2 separate regions of the Callithrix jacchus genome follow, and region 2 is linked to region 1. The links are chromatin contacts, called in public Hi-C maps. All regions are on one chromosome and are shown on one strand. Each heading gives the region's core, a stretch centred on a gene start, on an enhancer-like site or on the middle of the called end of the contact. The rest is flanking DNA. Distances are from core to core; before and after follow the strand shown. Region 1 holds the start of PPA2 (inorganic pyrophosphatase 2). Region 2 holds the start of TET2 (tet methylcytosine dioxygenase 2).

Region 1 (4,946 bases), core at 1,285-3,784:
CCCCCATTAGAGATCCTGTCCTATTAGAGATTACTGGAATCTCCATTATTCATCCAATGCCTTCAAGGAATACCAGTGCTGAGAAGGACCTTGAGGATCATCACTTCAAGGTCAAATGCTTCATTTTATAGCTGAAGAAACTGGCTCCAGGAGAAAGAAATAAAGTAATCACCCACCCAACAGGACACAGCAAGTTAATAATCCTCAAAATGCCCCATTAGAGATCCTGTCCTTATAGAGATTATTCGAATCTCTGTTATTCATCCACTGCCTTCAGGGAATACCAGTGCTGAGAAGGACCTTGAGGATCAACGTTCAAAGTCAAATGCTTCATTTTACAGCTGAATAAACTGGCTCCAGCAGAAAGAACTGAAGTAATCACCCACCTAACAGCACACAGCAAGTTAATGGCAGAGCCATGATTATGACTTGGACTCCCCATTCCAAATCCAGTGCTGGGTAAAGTACTCGGTGTGCTCCAGGCTTCTGAAGCCTGTTTTTCCTCAACCAGTGTGTTAATTAATAGTAATATTGTGAATCTCCTGAGGGCAGTTCCCAAAACTAAATCTCCTCTATACAGTCTCTAGAACATTTCATAAATATTTATTGATTATTTGGGTATCTATCATTAATTGCTGTACTTCTTGCAAATCTAGAATACTTGCAGTAGACACGCTTTTTAAAATCTACTTAAAAAGCACTTTGGGAGGCCGAAGCAGGCGGATCACTTGAGGTCAGGAGTTCAAGCCTAGCCTGACCAATATGATGAAACCTCGTCTCTACTAAAAATATAAAAATTAGCTAGGTGTGGTGGCATGTGCTTGTAATCCCAGCTACTCGAAAGGCTGAGACCGGCAAATTGCGTGAACGCCGGAGGTGGGGGTTGCAGTAAGCCGAAATCACGCCACTGCACTCCAGCCTGGGCAACAAGTGCGACTCTGTCTCAACAACAACAACAACAACAAAAGGGAACTGCCATTTTGTAACACTGTTTCTATGACTATTCCCATTAATCATCACATGGTAACCTTTTGGAACACAATCCACTGAGAAATTTGATACTTCCTGTTCACCTGATTAATCTTAACCAAATGAAGATAGAAGAAAATATGTGGCATAGGGTGAAAACTGAAACCAATTTTAAAAAAGATAAAAATTCTAGTACTAGTTGCATTATAATCAGAAGACTTTAGGCAAGGTCGTCTTCGCTCCCAGAAAATAATCCTCGACCCTAGCCTCTTGTAGGATAACTGCAAATCTTTCTTACAGTACAAATGTCTATAATGCGTAGAGGTATCACTAATAGTGATTTCTATTTTAGGCCCTGTGACTAATTACTTTATATATACAACGTCATGTAATTCTTGCATCCCTATTTTACAGATGAGAAAAAACAAGGCTTAGAAACTTAAAGTCGTTCGGGGTCAGATGAAGAACTCGAGGGCCAGCTTAGAAGTGAAAGCCTCCAGAGCCAGTGCTCCCAACAGGGGAGCGATAATGCAAGGCCCACTTAGATACTACCACTCCATGGCTCTGCAGTCAGTGGGGCGTGAAGGCAAGCGACCAAGATCGCTATTTCCAGGTACAGTTAACGTACATAGTGAAACACTGGAGTACACCGAACAATGAGTCACGAAGACCTGGGTCTTTTCCCTGAACTGGGCAGCTCAGGGACCCGGCAAGTCGCTTAGCACTCTAGGCTTGCCCAACTTGTGGAGAAGAAGGGGCTGCCCTGGAGCCAGCAAGGCTTTTGATCGTGATCACACTCAGGGTGTAAACCTGTGCGTATCAAGTCATGCTTCTGGGAAATAACCTTTATCAGATCTTTCCAAAACGCTGGATTAGACACTGCAAAGTTCCGCTTGCTTCTCCGACAGCAGGAAGCTCCCGGAAGGAGGAGCTTTCTCACGGCTTTATTACGCCACCAGAAAGGCCAGCCGGTGGGCGGACTCTGCCCTCCTTTCCTCACTAAGTTGTGGGAACTGAGAACCGCCGCCGGGCCCTGCTAACCGTTGCTGGCCGCCGCGGGGTGAACGCTCGCACTCTGCCCACCTCTCTGGGTGGGCGGCTAGCAGGGTGCAGGGTGCTGTCTCCCTCCCCCGGCCGCCGGCCGCCGGCTGCCCTGCGCCCCGGCGTTCCGCTTTGGCGTCTGGATCCGCCGCCTACTCTCTGGCCGTTCTCCTGACTCGGCGCATGATCTCGCGGGGCTGGAGCGCGGGGTGACCGCCGAGGACCCCAAAGAGAGAGAGGGGAAACCGCGCAGGGCGCTGCAAGTGTCCCCCACTCCATCCCCCACCCAGGTTTCTCCGGCGCGCGGCGCGGCGAAGCTGCGCGAACTACTTACTGAAGAAGAGGCGGTAATTATGCGAGCAGGGCTCTCCGCGCTCCTCGGTGTGGTACTGGGCCATAGCACGGCGCGGCTGGGTCCCGGCGCTAGTCGCCAACTGCAGGCAGGCCGCGGCGGGGACACCCGCGCGCCAACCGCGGCCCGCGCGCAGCACCAGCAGCAGCAGCGCGCTCATGGCGTAGATGGCGGTCCGGCTCTGCGCGCGGAGGTTCTTGAGGGCCCTGCCCGTCCGCGCCGGCGCCCCCTACCGCTTGGAGTCGTCCCTCCTACCCCGGAGCTTGGGCTGCAATCCCGGTCCTTAGTGGAATCTGGGCCACCAGCCAGTTGTGCGCACTGTACCTTCAGCGAGGCTGCGGCTCAAAGAAGGGCCCACCACTCCTGAGACGCTCACTGCCACTCGTTAATTCATACATTTATTCATGACTTCATTTATCCCTTCAAGATTTACTATCATGATTTATTAGAGTAATGTAATACTGAGTGATTACTCTGTACCGGGAACTGCTCTAGACCCTGTCCAACATCGGAGATGAGCGCATACGCACACAGACATCACTATAAGACAAAATGATCAGGCCACCACGTGAAAACGTGACCTTGACACCGACTTATACAGCAAAAAACCCTAAGTAGCGTATTCAAATGCCATCTTCTTCATGAGGCCGTTTTCTAACCCAGTAGAGGTGATTTATCCTTTCTCTTACATTTTCATTTCTCCAGTGGTATTTGATACCATACCTGTATAACTGTGAACTTATGTTCCCTATTTCACCTTGACCTGCCAGCTAGATGGTAGTTGACCATGCACTGAAGACTTGAAACGTAGTATCCCCGCAGGATGTTGCACCATGCTTGGCATATAATTACGGTTTCTTTATGGCTTCTGAAATTCCCTCTCTGCTAAGTCTTTCTCATCACCTTAGAAATTTCTGGTTATGGAGCCTTCCAGAAAAAATTGTTAAAAGAATTGTCCACAGTCACTGTCTCCATTTCTTCATATTCTTCCCTCATGTCAATCCAGAAGGTTTCCTCCACCTTCCCAAGGTCATCAGATGACCTCCTTGTTGTCAAATAAAATTGATAAAAGTCAATTATCACAGTAAATAGGAGTGAAAGAATCCAGAAGATAGAAGTAAATAAGATTTTATAAATTACAAACTAAAACTTTTTAAAAATTAAATGTATCAGTTACTCAATACATAAAAGTGAGAGCTAGAAGAGTAGCAATTTTATAGAAAGAGGCAAAGAAATGTGTGCTTATGGATTTGAAAAAACAAAGTGAAATTATTTTAATTAAAAGAAGGCATTAAAAAATTATCTCCTGATTTGAAATACTACAGTAAAAATTAGATTATGAGATTTTAATAAGCACAATACATAAATTTATAAAAATATAATTCTAACTTAAAATCCAGGCCCTTTAAGGGAAGACTTACATCCTTTACATAGATTATGTTAACTAATTAAGTAATTAAGTTAGAATTGCAAATTTGATACTACACTAGTTAACTTCTCTGTTCTATGGCTACAAACAACACAATATGGTTAACAAGAAATTAGACAAGATATTTAAAACCAGCATTTACTTGCAAAGATCTGAAAGCTGATACCAAGATGGCTCTGTAGTGGAGAAATCTTGTAGGAGGGAATCAAGTGAATCTGTCTTATTGCTCTTATGTGCTTGACCTCTATTGCTAAGGTCACCTTCGTAATTTAAGATAGCTACCATAGCTCCAACATTACATCCTCATTCCACCTGCCAGACAGACCGAAGAGAAGAAGGTTGTACCCCTTCCCTTGAGAACATTGCTCACAAATCACTTGTATCACTTCTACTTGCATCCCATTGGACAGCACTTAGTCTAACGGCTACCACAAACTATAAACTAGCAAACCTTATTCTGAGTAGTGATAGCCCTATATAACAATTGGGAGCCATACTACTGAGGAAGAAGGAGAGAATGGATATTGTAGGACAACCAGTAGTCTGCCACAAATGTCATTTTTTTTCTTTCTAGTCTGTCTTCTTTGAGACTGTCATCAACTAGACCACTTTCCTACTGGACACCCAGGTTCTTTCAGCATTGTGATCATTAAAATTGGGAGACTAGTCTACCCAGGTTCCAGAAAGGATCTCTAGGAGATGTTGTGACTGGCTACTTAGAGGCTTTCTATTTAGATTATAGATCCTAAAATGTTTTCTCAACAGTGGTAGCTTTGAAATGTGTCAACTTGAATAGGCATAACTATAAGGCAAAAGCTCCATAAAAAGGGAGAGAAAATCTCTTTTGTGCATATGTCACAGAGTTGTGTAATTTTATTGTTTATATTGGAAAATAAGCTTAATTTTTCTATTAACTTTTGCAGATCAGATATTTAAATAAGTCTAATTCCTATGGAGGCAAGGTTGTGGGCTAATTTCTAATGATCTTTGGGTCTTAAAATGAGTTATCTAGGCTGAGCATGGTGGCTCATGCCTGTAATCCCAACACTTGGGAGACCAAGGTGGGAGAATGGCTTGAGCACAGGAGTTCGAGACCAGCAGCCTGGGCAACCTGACAAAATCCCATCTCTACAAAAAATACAAAGTCAGCTGAGT
Region 2 (4,719 bases), core at 1,550-4,049, 300 kb before region 1:
CAGAAATAGCAGCTAAGGAAGAAGTTTTTTAAATTAATAAAAAAAAAAACCTAAAGTGTTTTATACTTGAAGGTTTTCAGAATTTTACTTCCTTTTGCTGTTGAAAACTCACAATAGCCAAGAGGAGTAATGTATTTTCTTTTAAGTTAAAAAACATCATGATGGTTGAGGGTAGAGTGTAGATACAGAGAAAGAAGTTGGCAAGAAAATGTTCAAGGCCTGTTGCAAAACCAACTGCAAGCTACATAGGACTCCATATAGGCAAGAACCACCTGTTACAACAGAGAGCAGTTTTCAAAGAAGAAATGAGAAGGAGGTGACCTGCAAGATCATTTCCCAGTTATAACTAAAGGAACATACGGATACTTGTATATTAAACACATGTTAATATAATATTTTCCATATATTAAGTGTAAGTAGATATGTAACTATATATTTCTACAGTCAGAAGAAAAAAAAACAACTTCTAAAAGTAGTTTGTTATTGTAGTAGTAGTAGTAGTAACTACCTGGGCACTTACCTAGTGCTCTTAAGAACTCACCACACCCTTCTGTCTTACAGGTTGTTCAACATATTAAAAGAAACCGATACTGAGAGAGTTAAGTAAAATGCACCCGTCACAGTGGAAAAGCCGGAGTCAAGACTCACTCAGCTCTGTCCAACTCCAAAGCCCATGTTTCAACAAATCGGCAATACTGTCCACTATATAAACGTATGTCGCGGTCTTGAGAGAACTCTATTTCCTGAACTGGAAAAATAAATCACAAGCCGGGCGCGGTGACTCACGCCTGTAATCCCAGCACTTTGGGAGGACGAGGCGGGCGGATCACGAGGTCAGGAGTTCGAGACCAGCCTGGCCAATATGGTGAAACCCCGTCTCTACTACAAATGCAAAATTAGCCGGGTGTGGTGGGCCGGGGGTGGTGGGGCGTGCCTGTAGTCCCAGCTACGCAGGAGACTGAGACAGAAGAATCGCTTGAACCCGGGAGGCGGAGGTTGCAGTGAGCTGAGATCCCGAGACTGCACTCCCACGTGGGCGACAGAGCAAAAACAAAAAAAGAAAAGAAAGAAAGAAAAGAAATTATAATCACAAAGAACTTTTCAAACAGCTTAGATTTTAAAATGCATTAACAATTGCCAAGACTTAAGTGACACTTTAATGCACAGCTAGAACACACGGAATGTCATTCCCACCTAAAATGTTTAGGAGAAAATGTACCATTTTTGTTAGCCTGTGCAAAATCTGAAATCTGAGTGAACTTTGTTTCAAAATGGAATAAACAATGTTTCATTGGACACACTAAACTTCTTAGCAACAATGTTGCACTTGCAAGGAGTTCCCTTTTTTACACTCTTCAAAGAGGAAATATTCCGATTTCATAAAATTAGGGCTTCACTTCTGAAGAAATTAGTCCAAAAAAAGGTGTGGTTACACAATGTAACTAGTATTGACTTAAGGGTTACGATCACCATGCGGTTATCCCATAAAAGATGTGACCAAAATACCTACTTAAAATGTGAACGTCAATAATGTGACATGTTAAAGATGAAGGGACTATTTCAAAAACTACTATCTGAGGTGATATGATTCGTACTATGATTCATATGGGCTTTGTTCTTCATCTCATCTTCAAACAAAAAGTTAATGACAAGAAAGAGGAGCGTTAGAATGGGAAGTAACACTACTCGGCAATAGAGAAAAACTCCGGTCAAAGGAAGAGCTTAGTTACAGGGTTCCGAATGTCAGGGAAAAATCAAGCACCAGTCATTCGGAATTAGCTCTGTATCGGTCGGTTTCTTCATTACTCATTACTTAATTGTACTGGTGGAAACTTCTGCAAAGTAGAGGCTCTTACGGGAGGTAACATGAGCGTTTGAAAGTACAGGTTTATTGCCTACTAGCGAGAAGTAGAGGGTCACTGGTGAGAAACCCATCTCGACTCTGTGAGACGCCCTCCTCTACTCAGCCCACGTGGCCAAAGTAAACAGAAGGTGGGCCGGGGCGGGGAGAAACAGGACTCGGTCAATTTCCCAATTTGTCGGGTCTTTAAAAATACAGGCCCCTAAAGCACTAAGGGCTTGCCCTCAGTGAAACACCGGCGTGCTTCTGCTGAGTGAGATTAAAGCGACAGAAGAGGGAGGACAGGAAAGCGCAGGCAAGGGGATCTAAAGGATAGAGACTCAGGCCTCTGAGAAGGTGGGCGCTAGCGGGGGTGAGGTGCGGGGAGAGGTAGCGTGGGTGGAGGCGACGGCCAATGCAAAGGCGTGTGCGGGTACACCCGCGAGGAGGTGGGTGTGCGCAGGGAGGTGTGCGCGAGACCTCGAAGGGGTGGTGGAGCGCGGACCCACAAAAAGTTTCAAAGGGAAATCTTGGTTCTCAAGTCCTTGTCCAGGCACCCATGCCATCCCAACCCCCCACCCCGCCCCCACCTTCGCTCCTGCCTCGCGTCTTCTCCCGGAGTTGGGGACCCGCAGAGGTCCCCGGGGTCCCCGAGGGCTGCACCCTTCCCCGCTCTCGCCAGTCCCGGCTACCGCCCCGCGCTCATCCGGGCGCGCCACTCCCCCCGCGCCACTGCACAGCGCGAGGGCAGCCCAGGTCTCCACTGCGCGCCCCGCTGTCCGGCCCCAGGTGCCGCGGGCCTTAGTGCTGGACGCCCGGTGCAGGGGGTTAATTGCCCGGGAGCCCGGGCTGAGGGCCCGAGGGCGGCGGTGCAGGCCGGGGCGGAGCGGGAGGAGGCCGGGGCGGAGCGGGAGGAGGCCCGGGCGGAGGAGGAGAGCCGGCGGCAGCGGCAGCGGCCAGACCTCGGGCGGCCGCCGCCGCCTCCTCCGCGAGCGCCGCGCGCCCAGGCCCCGCTCGCATGCGAGTCACGTCCGCCCCCTCGGCGCGGCCGCCCCGAGACGCCGACCCCGCCGAGTGATGAGAACAGACGTCAAACTGCCTTATGAATATTGATGCGGAGGCTAGGCTGCTTTCGTAGAGAAGCAGAAGGAAGCAAGATGGCTGCCCTTTAGGATTTGTTAGAAAGGAGACCCGACTGCAACTGCTGGATTGCTGCAAGGCTGAGGGACGAGAACGAGGTCAGAGCGCTTTTCTTACGCCGCGAAACTCTCCCTTTCCTCTCCCCTTCGCTTTCTCTCGGGCTTCCAGGGACTGGGGAGCAAACCCTGTAATGTCACCCACAAATACCAAGAGGGAAGAGGGAAGCTTCACAAATTACTGGAGCCTCTTCAACATGGCTGACAAATATAGTTTTAATTCCCCCCACCCCTCTTAAACCTGTAGTTCTGTGTTCTCTTCTCTCCTGCTAATGTTCGCCCCTCCTTACCCAGAAAACTTACCTTTGTACCTCTGACGAGCCGGTTTCTCAGCCTTTTAATCCTCAGAAAAGTGATTGTTTAAATTTGCTTTCCTTTCTAAAATAGTTCAGCTTCGGGGGACACTACTTTTCCCTTTAATCCTCTTCCCTGTTTCTTTCGTGTAAGTGAAACGAGCCTCCCGTTTATCCCGAACAACCTCAGACAGAACACGGATAGAGTGTTTTTCGACCCTTTTATCTGCTCTAGGGTCTGAGTCTGGATCTGGGTTTGTGTCCGCCAGTTCTTACCTCCTTATCCCCCTTTTGGGGACTGTACGAAGTGAATGTCACAGGGAGTGGAATTGGAGTACACTGAGTGGGGTTTTGTTTTTTTTCTTAAGTCCGCGCGTTTTGTTAGCGGCGCTGAGTGAAAGAGGAAAGAATAGTTTCTCTGGTTCCCCAACAAGACCAGAACTCACTTTTCTCAAGGTACCTCAGTCTGCGCTGGCTGAGCCTTCTAGCCTGGGGAATGTGTGTAAGAGAATTTGTGGACAAATCTGTGTCCCGGCTTTGTGCTTCTCCCGAATCAGCTTGGTTTGGTTCCTTGGTAAGTGACAGGCAGACACAAAGGCAGGCGCAGGCCCGGGGAGGGGGCGGGAGGGGGTGGGGAGCGCAGCGTTGAGAGTTGCAAGACTGCAAGGTCAGGGGCGCCGAAAGAATGAAACCCAATCCCAGCAAAGAAGTGAAGAGCAGATTTGTAACAGCCCCATCCAATTTCTCTTTTGGCTTCTCTCTTTAGTCTTTCATCTCTCCACCTTTCTCTGTCTCCCCTCTTTACTCTTTGCGCCTCTGTCTGTCTCTCTCTTTCCCTCTCTCTCGCTCTAGCTCTCTGTCTTCTCTCTCTCTCTCTCTCTCTCTCTCTCTCTCTCCCCCTCTCCTCTCTCATACACACATGTACACACACACACTCGTCACTCGCATCTTGCTGAATCTTTTCACTGGGACTGCTTGTCTAGTTTTATTAAGCTAACAGGGTTTCTGAGGAGAGTTTTCTGCCTATGACATAATAAAGAGTGGCCTGGATAGACTCCTGGAAAGGCCGAAAATGCAATAGAAGTGTTATTTGCTGGTTATTACCCTCATGATATACTTTTAATTACATTGACTCAGTTCTCCCTTTTTCATCTAATGTTTAAGAATTGAGAAAAGGATTATTTTCCCGTGGTAAAATTTAGTGCATAAAATTTAGTGAAATATTTATATATTTACCTGTCTAGGGAATAGAATACATTCATGAATTTAAGATCTCAAATCACGCATTGTGATTTTTCCCCTTCAACCAGGGATTATAATGGCCAACTCAAATTCAAAGATATTCATCAACAAATGATCCAACCTAGGAATAAGATTGTATCTTAAGGGA

What was found. Hi-C and Micro-C count contacts between places; a contact is called where the count stands out from the background.
Region 2: a contact with region 1 is called in a Hi-C map of skeletal muscle, with 4 times the contacts expected there. The contact joins the promoter of TET2 here to the promoter of PPA2 in region 1. A contact is called at or near these places in 3 of 3 Hi-C or Micro-C datasets (induced pluripotent stem cells and skeletal muscle).

What each region holds. Positions count from the first base shown.
Region 1 is chr3:91,980,422-91,985,367 of calJac240_pri, reverse strand. It overlaps PPA2 (inorganic pyrophosphatase 2), which reads right to left and starts at 2,534. Exons shown (of 12, transcript XR_013533006.1): 1 at 2,345-2,534.
Region 2 is chr3:92,284,431-92,289,149 of calJac240_pri, reverse strand. TET2 (tet methylcytosine dioxygenase 2) reads left to right here and starts at 2,799. Exons shown (of 13, transcript XM_078366750.1): 1 at 2,799-3,078. It also overlaps the pseudogene LOC108590839.